3 separate regions of the Mus musculus genome follow, and all the other regions are linked to region 1. The links are chromatin contacts, called in public HiChIP or PLAC-seq and promoter capture Hi-C maps. All regions are on one chromosome and are shown on one strand. The core of a region is the stretch at or near the end of the contact, and the rest is flanking DNA. Distances in the headings are between cores, read along the strand shown.

What was found. Promoter capture Hi-C pulls out the DNA fragments that hold promoters and counts their contacts. HiChIP or PLAC-seq counts read pairs in DNA pulled down with a chosen protein or histone mark.
Region 2: a contact with region 1 is called in a promoter capture Hi-C map of liver, with 2.8 times the contacts expected there. The contact joins the promoter of Ephx1 here to the promoter of Ahctf1 in region 1. A contact is called at or near these places in 2 of 39 promoter capture datasets (liver and pre-B cells).
Region 3: a contact with region 1 is called in an H3K27ac HiChIP or PLAC-seq map of embryonic stem cells, with 6 times the contacts expected there. The contact joins the promoter of Sde2 here to the promoter of Ahctf1 in region 1. A contact is called at or near these places in 3 of 39 promoter capture datasets (hippocampal neurons, liver and pre-B cells) and 1 of 115 datasets of contacts at active chromatin or transcription factors (embryonic stem cells).

The regions. Positions count from the first base shown.
Region 1 is chr1:179,802,350-179,805,497 of GRCm38.p6, reverse strand. It overlaps Ahctf1 (AT hook containing transcription factor 1), which reads left to right and starts at 1,483. Exons shown (of 36, transcript NM_026375.2): 1 at 1,483-2,145.
Region 2 is chr1:181,015,910-181,019,057 of GRCm38.p6, reverse strand. It overlaps Ephx1 (epoxide hydrolase 1, microsomal), which reads left to right and starts at 1,489. Exons shown (of 9, transcript NM_010145.3): 1 at 1,489-1,631.
Region 3 is chr1:180,849,645-180,852,792 of GRCm38.p6, reverse strand. Sde2 (SDE2 telomere maintenance homolog (S. pombe)) reads right to left here and starts at 1,642. Exons shown (of 7, transcript NM_145943.1): 1 at 1,501-1,642. The coding sequence starts at 1,620.

The DNA of each region.
Region 1 (3,148 bases), core at 234-2,733:
GAACCAGACCACACAACACTTACTGCAAAATCTTGTCTAACTTCTTCCTCTCACAATTTAGAATAATACCTTGCGCAAACTAGCACACTTTTACATCTTGCAGTGAATAAAGAAAAAGTCACAAAGATAAACAGTTTATTTCTAAGAGGCAGCTTTATCTCAAAAATTGTGCAGAGAGAGAGAGTAGTAGAGACAGGCTTTCCTGATTAAAGCAGTCTACTAATGTCTTCTCCTTCTCTCTTCCCCCTTCTGTTTGTTTGTTTGTTTGTTTGTTTGTTTGTTTGTTTGAGATAGGGTTTCTCTATGTAGCCTTGGAACGACTATGGAGACCAGGCTGATCTTGAACGCACAGAGATCCTCCTGATTCTGCCTGTGCTCTTACAACTCAGTAATAAAGACACATTCTATTTCATTTGTTTGAAAATTCTTTGGTGCTGGGTCTAGCTTCAAAGAGAGATACTGATAGTCTACAGAAGAAAGCCCAAAGATGAGCTCCAAATGATAGTCTAGAAATGATACAGTCTAGAAATGATACAGTCTAGAAATGATACAGTCTAGGGATCTTGATTGGATCTGTTTTCACTGATAGTTAAAAGAATGAAAGGGTGGTTCAGGTCTTTAATCCCACGGCTCAGGAGACAGAGGCAAGAAGATCTCTGTGAGTTTGAGGCCAGCCCCATCTACTAAGAGAGTTCCAAGATAGCCAGGGCTGTTACACAGAGAAACCATGTCTAGAACAAACTGAAAGGAAAAAAAAAAAAAAAGAACTGTTAAGACTAGAAGAGTTAAAAGGCAAAGCACAACAAGCAGTAGCAGAATTAGCAGTTAAAAAGGCGTTTATTGCAGGCAGTAAACACACAGAGAAAAAGACCTTCTACAAAACAGAGAGGGGATTTGAGAAGCTGAAAAATCCAGTCTCTTCTTGAGGCCTGGGGGTTGTAAAACCTCTAAAACCTCCCTGACCTACTTTAGTGTTGGTCAGTTTGAAGGCAGAAAGGATGGATGGTTGATCGGTCCACTACAGTTGTGTAACGTGTTCTAATCAGGCTTTGAACTTATTGAACCAGTCCATCAGCAGGTGACCTGCAGGTAGATGATAAAAGCTTGCCAGGTTTTTGTCTCAAATCAGGAGGTTAAAAAAAGCTGGCCATCTTGGAAATTCGCCATGGCTCATGTCCCTGTTTGTCTACTAAGGGTCTGCCCAACTCCTCGTCTCTCAATACTAACAAATCGAAAAGAAAACATAGGTTTGGCATAATGGAACCTACAGCTTCGTGCATGCCAAGCACGAAGCTCTGCCAGCAGAATTACCCAGCGTCAGATATATGACAAAAGATTAGGCTAGGCGACCTGAACTCTCTGCTTTTTGAGAAAAAAAAAAAAATGAGAGTAAGAGTTTCTCAGTAAGTCTGGGTTTTGTGTGTGTGTGTGCGTTTCCTTGAAGAGTTGGAGCACAGAACGGAAAAAACGGAGGCAAGAGCAGCAGTCATAGACGGAAAGATTATCGCTTGGCTGCCAGCAGGAACCGCCACTAGATTAGGCCGGCCCTTGCTCCGCAAAGCCGGACACGCCCTACACTACGCCCAGCGCACAAAGCCCTATGGGACTTGTAGTCTTTCGCCTATCTGCTCCTAGGAGGCGGAGAGACCCTGCTGTACGTAAATGAATCTTTCTTCCCGGCGTCGTCTCGGTTTTCTCCCTTTGCGAAAGGCCTAGTAGGGAAAGTTTGAAAATTCCCGCGGAGTCGGCGCCAGAGGCCGGAACCCTCGCGAGAAGTCCGAGCCCCGCAGCGCGATCTGCGATCGGATCCCCGCCCTGGCCACGATCCTTCCCTGGGCGGAGAGGCTGTGTGTGTGGGGTTCGGGCAGTGCGCCCGGGGTAATGCGCAGAGCGCGGCCCGAGCGGTGCCAGCCCAGTAAGTCGAGTCGCCAGCGGGGAGGACGCGGCGCGGGCGGTGGGACGAGTTCGAAGCCGGGATTGGGCGAAGGAGCACCCGGGGCCTGAGGGGACCGGCGAGAGACTGAGCGAGAAGCGGCTTCCGCGGGCCCGGGGCGCGCGCCGGGCCGTGTCTCCCGGGAGATGCTGTGACGGACCGCACGGAAGCAGCGACGCCGGGGCCCTTGGCGGCCTGGCCCGCGGGCTCAGGTAGGGTGGGGAACCGCAGGCCCGCGCGCCGAGGGCGGGGCGGCCGGGGCGGCGAGGCCCGGGGCCTAGGCCGGGCGCACCGCCTCGCGGGGAAGCGGCGTCCGCGAGCCGCGACCGGTGCGGCTCGTTCCAGCGCTCGGGCGTTAGTTACATAACCCTGGCGGCGGGTGCCGGCACATGGCCGCAGAGTCGAGCCTCCGGGCTCGTCTCCCGCGCCCGCGGGCGGGATCTCCGCCCCCCGGGACGAGTCTGACTCGAGACCCCGGGCCGTCAGGGTGTAGCGGAGCGATGGAGACCTTTGTGGGGCGTTCCCCGCGGACAGCCGCGGGCGCTCCGAGTCTCTCCGGCGTTGGCGTGAGCTCCACATGGTCCTGTGCTTGGCTCGGGTGAGTCCTGGGCGGGGGAAAAAGTTTCACTCGCGAAGCGGGCCACAGGGCTGAGTGGATCTGGTCCAGGACATCTAAGAGAACCGTGTCCGGAGCTCATCTGCGAGCTGTAAGGCCCATGACTTTTGCCTTTGGTTGACTTTTTGGAGAGTCGACTCTGCTTTTTGAATTGATAGGTACACACATGGTCCTTTTGAGACAGGTGGTTTTTGTTGACTTTGTGGAACCTTTCTTTTTGGTACCGTGAAGAATCACATCCAGGTCCTCACACATGTCAGGCAAGCGCTCCACCACTTGAGTTGTGTCCCCAGCATGGGATCTTGTGATTTTTCGGTTCCTAAAGCAAACGGCAGCCATTCTTAGAGGTGTGTTGTTATAGGAAAGTGAGCGTTGTTATTTTTGTTTATTTTTGATGCCAGTGATCGAAGCTACCACCTCGAGCTTATTAAGCTCGAGCCCCGCCACTGAGATCTAACCAAGTCGCTGAGTTTGGGTGCTTTTTTTTTTAATAGACAGTTGGAGACATTTTTTAAAGAGCGTGGATTCTTTAGAAGAAAATATAATTTGGTTTTTGATATACTAAAGAATCTGTGGGCTTTAAGAACTGTCTTTAACTG
Region 2 (3,148 bases), core at 240-2,739, 1.2 Mb before region 1:
AGTGTTATGGTTTTGTCTTTTCTTTTCTTTTCTTTTCTTTTCTTCTTTCTTTCTTTTTTTTTTATTTTTAGTTATTTTCTTATTTTTTGAGACAATGTAATTTTTTTTATTTATTGTTATATGTAAGTACTGTAGCTGTCTTCAGACACACCAGAAGAGGGCATCAGATCCCATTACAGATGGTTGTGAGCCACCATGTGGTTGCTGGGATTTGAACTCAGGACCTTCCGAAGAGCAGTCGGTGCTCTTAACCTCTGAGCCATCTCACCAGCCCCTTTCTTTCTTTTTCAAGACAGGGTTTCTCTGTGTGACCCTGGCTGTCCTGGAACTTTCTCTGTAGACCAGGCTGGCATCATAGTCAAAGATCTGCCTGCCTCTGGCTCCTACTCAAGGAATGCTGGGAATAAAGGTGTAGCCACCATTGCCCAGCACATTAGAATGTTTCCATCTACACTTTGTTAAGAACAATACGTTTACTGCTTTGCTGAATGGCTGGAGGCAGCGCTCCTGTGGGAACAGTTTAGAGGGCGCTATGAAACAAGCCTGGACTATACACTGCAGAGGAGGACGGCAGGTGTGCAAACGGTGTGCTGGGGAGGGGAAGGAGCTGCAGTACCTGGAAATCCCAGGTTCCCAGAGAGGATTGAGGACACACTATCCAGGAGTTCCACGGAGGCAGGAATGAGTTGAATGTGTTCACTGGAGAGAAACCGGCTCTCCGTTAGAACGGAGAGGGTTTGGGCCATGATGAGCAGCGAAGGAGGCTGGAGATCAGAGGTGAGAGGTGAAAATAGGATCCCTACGCTTCACATGTGTGTAGGATGATAAACCTGGACCCCGCGGCAGGCACTGCTAGGCCCTCACAGTGGTGTGCCTGGTCATCTTGTCTGTGTGGCTGCTGAAGCCTGAGAAGGTTCTAGGCGAGTCTTAGGAGGGCCGCGGGGGTAAAGACAGGGCACTGGGCAGGCTGGCTAATGGAGAGCAGGTTAGCCCCAAGGGTGCCAGGAACTGTGGTTGTCCTACTCCTGCTTGCTGGCTAGGCAGCGCTCTCTCCCTCCTCCCTGTGCTGGCCTCTGCTTGGTGTCCATGCCTCCTGGGCTTCAGATCAGCCAGCCTCACAGGGTGCACTTAACGACAAACTTCAGGTTTGTGTGTTCATTCCACACTTCACTATTTTATTTGTGGTTCTGGGAATGAACTCCAGCGCCTTGCCCACGCGAGACACTCTACCCTCAAGCTTTATCCCCAGATGTTTGCTCACTGACTGGTTCGCTTATAAAATGGTTACAACGAACTGCTAGGAAGGTGAGAGGAAGGCTGTAGCACCAGGCCAGCTTGGGCTCTTGTGTGTAGAGTCCACAGACTGCAGAGTTTAAACTGCCAATACCCTGTTCAGAACAGCAGACTTTGCCAGAATAGGTGAAACACCTTAGCTAGATGCTCAGCTAGCCTTGGCCAACCAGCCAACTCGGGGGTGGGGCCAAGGCCTGGGCGGGGCTAGTGGGGGCGGGGCTAACAGGCAGCTGGTGTCACCAGCTCAGCAGCAGGCAAAGAGGCTCAAGAGGAGTTTGAGAGTGGAGGAACTGCACACCAGCCGCCGCGGGAGTAGGAACCCGAGAGCGACCCTGACAGTAAGCTCCGGGGACAGCAGCGGCACTCCAGCGTGAGAGTTGCGAGGGCTTCGCGTATCTCCCGCAGCTAAATGCGCTTCCCCTTATCCTAAGACCGATCCAGGCGTGCAATAGGCCATGCTTCTTAGTCCTGCATCTGATGCTCCATCCTCTTCCAGGGGCGTCAACCCCTTGCTTGCGCTTCGGAAGCAAGGGGTGGGTGCTGCGCCTGACAGCGATGCTGGCTCCTCAGCCCCCTGGTTTCCCCGCCCGCCCGCCCCCCCATGCATGTTTGTCCCTTGGGTTCCAGGCTTGCTACTTGCCCAGGCACCTGAGCCAATCCAGGTAGCTGAGGGCGCCGTCCAAGTGACTCTTAATTTTAACTTCTCCAGTCTGCACCTCCCGTCATTTAAACTTCCGGCGGCCAGAAGTCTGGATAGCCTTTCTGGCATCTGGTTGGCGGGATCAGGAGGGAGGTGGAGGGATCCGGTATGTATGCATGCGCGTTGACAGTAGGGCTGTGCCTTTGCTGGCATTCTGTGCTGCTGGCAGGATTGTAGAGATGGACATCTGCGACATTTGCTTCTCTGCCTCCGATTTCGGCCTGATCTTTTTTTTAAAGTCGCAGAGCCCCAGAGGCTCACATTGTTTTTACTGTGACAGTGACTTCCTCCCTCAAGTGGAGGCTTTCACTGGCTGTGCGTGGTCTGACTTCACACAAGACTTGAAGCTGAGGGGGCTGGGGGGAAGGGTGGAACAAAAACGTGGGCGTGTTCAGCAAAGACTTTCCATTCCCTAATACCCACACCAGGCGGGCCACGTGAGGGCTTCCTGTGTCCCTAAAGAAGTATGTTCAGTGCAACCGTGCTCAACGACACGGACTGACTGTTCAGACACTGCCCCCCACCCACCCACCCTGGGGATAGCAGGGAATGTGTTCTCATGGGCTCTGGGAGCTTTTGAATGCAGACAACAAACAAAATTCAAGGTCCTGGGTCAGATCCCCAACACCACATAATAAATAAACATATCTTTGTAAAATATAAATTATATTTGTGAGCTGTAGGAAATAGGAGGTCATAAAGAGGGAGCAGGACTGTTGACTAGAGAGGAAGAGGCCACACTTTCACACTCCAGAGGGTCAGGAGGGTCAGGAGTGCGCCTCACTACTCAGTATCCAGCTGCACAAGGCTGAGGAGAACATGCAAAGGCCCTGAGGCAGAGGTGCGCCTGCTGTGGGTGGCTTTTATGTCCTCAGTTGCCCTCTGGAAGAGAGACCAGAGTCAGTGAGGAGGCTCCAAGCTTTCAGCTGCCCCTCCGACCAAGAAAACAAGATTTCCCTAGACCCTCGGGTGCTCCTGGAGTCAGCTGGGTGACCTTCAGCACCATCCCTAATCCCCATGTTATCTGGTGTGACTGCACCAGCCTTTGGCTGTGCCTTACACACCTGCTGCCCAGATGAACTGAGAGGGAAATGCATGGGGAACAGAGGGAGGGATTTTTAGTGAAAGGGTGAGAGCCTCCACCAGACCCCTGGG
Region 3 (3,148 bases), core at 393-2,892, 1.0 Mb before region 1:
CTTGGGAGTCTCCTATTAACTTGTAGTCACCTTTACTGATGTCTGTTAAGGCTAATGATCAACAGGGCAGAGGTCTTCCTCTCTCAGCGAGAGATAAAACTTCTTCATGGATCAGAACCGTTTTGCTTTAAAAAGTATAGCTTGAACTTGAACTATCTTGATTTTTCCTATTTCATCAAACTGTCCTTAGTAAGCTGCTTGCACTCACATTTACTGTTGTTAAGTAACAGACAGACTCAAATGCTCTCTGATAACTGCTTCTGCTTACCTGTTCTCCAAACTCAATTCTATTGGGGGTTTTTTCTGGATGTCTGGACTCCCATAGTCCATGTACAGTGCCTCTGTTAAATCTAAGGACGAGGTGATAGGAGGCTGTTTTGCTTTCAAGCAGGGTTTCACATAGTCCAGGCTGCCCCAAAACCACTATAGAGACGTGGCTAAGAACCCCCAAACCTCTCAAGTGCTGAGATTAGAGGCATACACCACCAGGCCCAGCCTTATTTCTGTGTCCTTTCAAAAAAGTGTATTTCCAACACTCCTCATTGTTAAGATTCTATTGTTTATGGATCAATTTTAAGTTTAAAAATAAAACTTGAAAATTATTCTTCAAATACATTGAAAAGTCACCTGTTTTGGAAAGTATCTGAATTCGAATGGCTAAAAAAAGGTTCTGTTTTTCTTACTAGACCGCAGAATAGAGAAGAAAACAAAGGCTAGATGTGGTGGGACACACCAATAATCCCAGCCCTCCAGTATGTTCAGAACATCCTGGGCTACAAGGAAAGACTTTCTTGTCCTTGTTTTTTAAAGGACAAAGAAATTAGAAAATCACATATTCTTCTTGGAACTCATCCAAGTCTCTTTAGGAACAGATTTGGTATTTTAACATTTGTTATGTTTCTACATAACAAGCAGAGAAAACAGACTACAACGAAGGCGCAGTCATACAGAAAAACTGTTCTATACCAAACGCCCAGATTAAAATTAGACTCAGGGAACCCAGTAAACTCTTTAGATGATTGAAGAGGTTTGAGATTTCCTAGTCAGTATAAGCCTGCTTCTTTGGGAATTAAAGCTTAAAACTTTAGAAGCACTTAACCAGGGTTTTATATCCACATGGCAGAGTCTAAAGAGGCCCAAGAATATCTGTGAGTGATTGGCTCTGTCAGGATGACTCCATATCCTTCTCTAACCGTTCTTTGGCCTGGATGGGTGTCCTGAGGGTCGGTAAGAAAGCATATTCCTATCTATAATGTGAATGTAAGAAGAGAACCTTAAAGGTATCATTTGGGGGGATAAAAGAAACAGAACGAGAGTTTGTAGTCGAGGTTGGACAAAGCGCAGTAAATGGACGGAGATTCTCTTACGACGTGGGGACAAAACAACGACTGCCATAGACTAGCAGAGGAATGTCCCCATATTAGTCAGAAACACCCAACGACGAACCCAGCCTGGCTTGGTGATCTCTTTCCCCCATTTCCCGGGAACCGCCATCCTCACCTGTTCCTGGCAGTGTCGGTAGATCACATCGCGCACGGAGCACCCAACCGAGGCACACGGCAGCGCCTTCCACACGGTACCGGGGCCGCGAACCCACGCCACCACCGCAGCCTCCGCCATTTCGTCTGGTGACGGAACCTCTGGACTGCGACAGGCACTAGGCGACACAGCCATCCGGTCGCATCTCGATGACGGAAGGCCTCGTCTTCCAGCGCCCCGCCTCCCGGGTTTCCACCACTCACCCCCGCCTTTCCGGAAGGCGGTCACGTGGCCCGGCGTCACGCGAGCTGGCGTGGGGGAGGGGGACAGGAAAGGCCTGCCTGAGGCCGATAAGACCGCGGAGCGCTGGAGCTAGGCGTTGCTAGGGGCGGTTGCTAGGGCGGGGCTCAAGGGACTGGCTATAAAGGGCGAGCTCTGGGCGCGGTTGCTGCGCTTGGGCTACAGCGCTTTGGCTGGGGGTGATAAGCTGCCCGTGGCTCCGCCCAGCGCCGCAGGCCAGCGCGCCACTCCGGTTTGTGCAGCTATTTTTGGGATTGGGAGGGCTGTGTCCCAGGCAGCCACTGCTTCCCGGTGCTGCGGGGAGAAAAACGGCTTCCTCTACCCGCGAGGCCTCCCAGTCCTAGAGAACGGCCCCCAGTGGTCCCCAAACCGCAGCCCCGGCCTGCGTAGTTCCCTAGAGGTTTATGTTCATTTCCTGAACCCCCCTTCACGTTCCTTCCATCACGTTCGGCTCGTTCCTATTTTTGCATGTTTGCGCTCTGCGCTGTCCCCGCTTCAGCTGTGTTTTCAAAATATTTCACAGCAAATGGGCCCTTGTGAACGGCAGGGGCGGGAGTGACGTTTATAGCCATACTGCTTCCAAAAACCCCCGCTGTAACGTTCTTTCTGTGCCCTGGGAACACTCGCGCAGATTTTACAGAGAACAACTTTAAGGTTCGGGTGCTGAGGGAGGCCCTTAATATTTAATATGCTGAGATGATGTTGTCTCTGAAATACTAAACAATTTAAAAGCTGCTAGCATGAAGCTGGGAGGATTATCGGGAGGATAACTCAGTCTCCTGAACACAGATGCCCTGGCCCGCAGAGCCATATTCTCGGCTGTTAAGATGCAGGCCGATGGAACTAATCGCTGAGGAGAAAGCACAAAATCTTGAAATCCTTTAACTGTGAAAATGAACAAAAATAGGACTTGCAGTTCTGTGGAGTTATAGATCTGTTGGTGCACACAGGCGGGAAAGCGGGCCTCCATGAAGATTCCAGGAGATGAAGAATAATTACACAAAGCATGTTGTGCATAGAAGCAGTATTTTATGAGTGTTGTAGTAGTAACCCAGAGGCCTACAGGCGTCTCATCCGATACGTAAGCAGGACAAACTGGGAAGCATGTGACCTTCCAGACAAACTGGGAAGCATGTGACCTTCCATCTTTTCCCATTCTGTCCGTTAGCATGTGGTCCTAACTGCTAATTTATTTTTTTCACCTTTTGGGAATCAAATGACCATTTCAAGAGCCTGGCAGCTTCTTCTTCTGCAAGGAACCAGATCATGGTCAGTTTAGGGTTATGTAACATTTCTTTGTCAGAATAATGCTTTGTAAGCTGGAAAGTCCCAGAAGGATTCCCTTCTAACAAGAAAAGTCCACGTCATT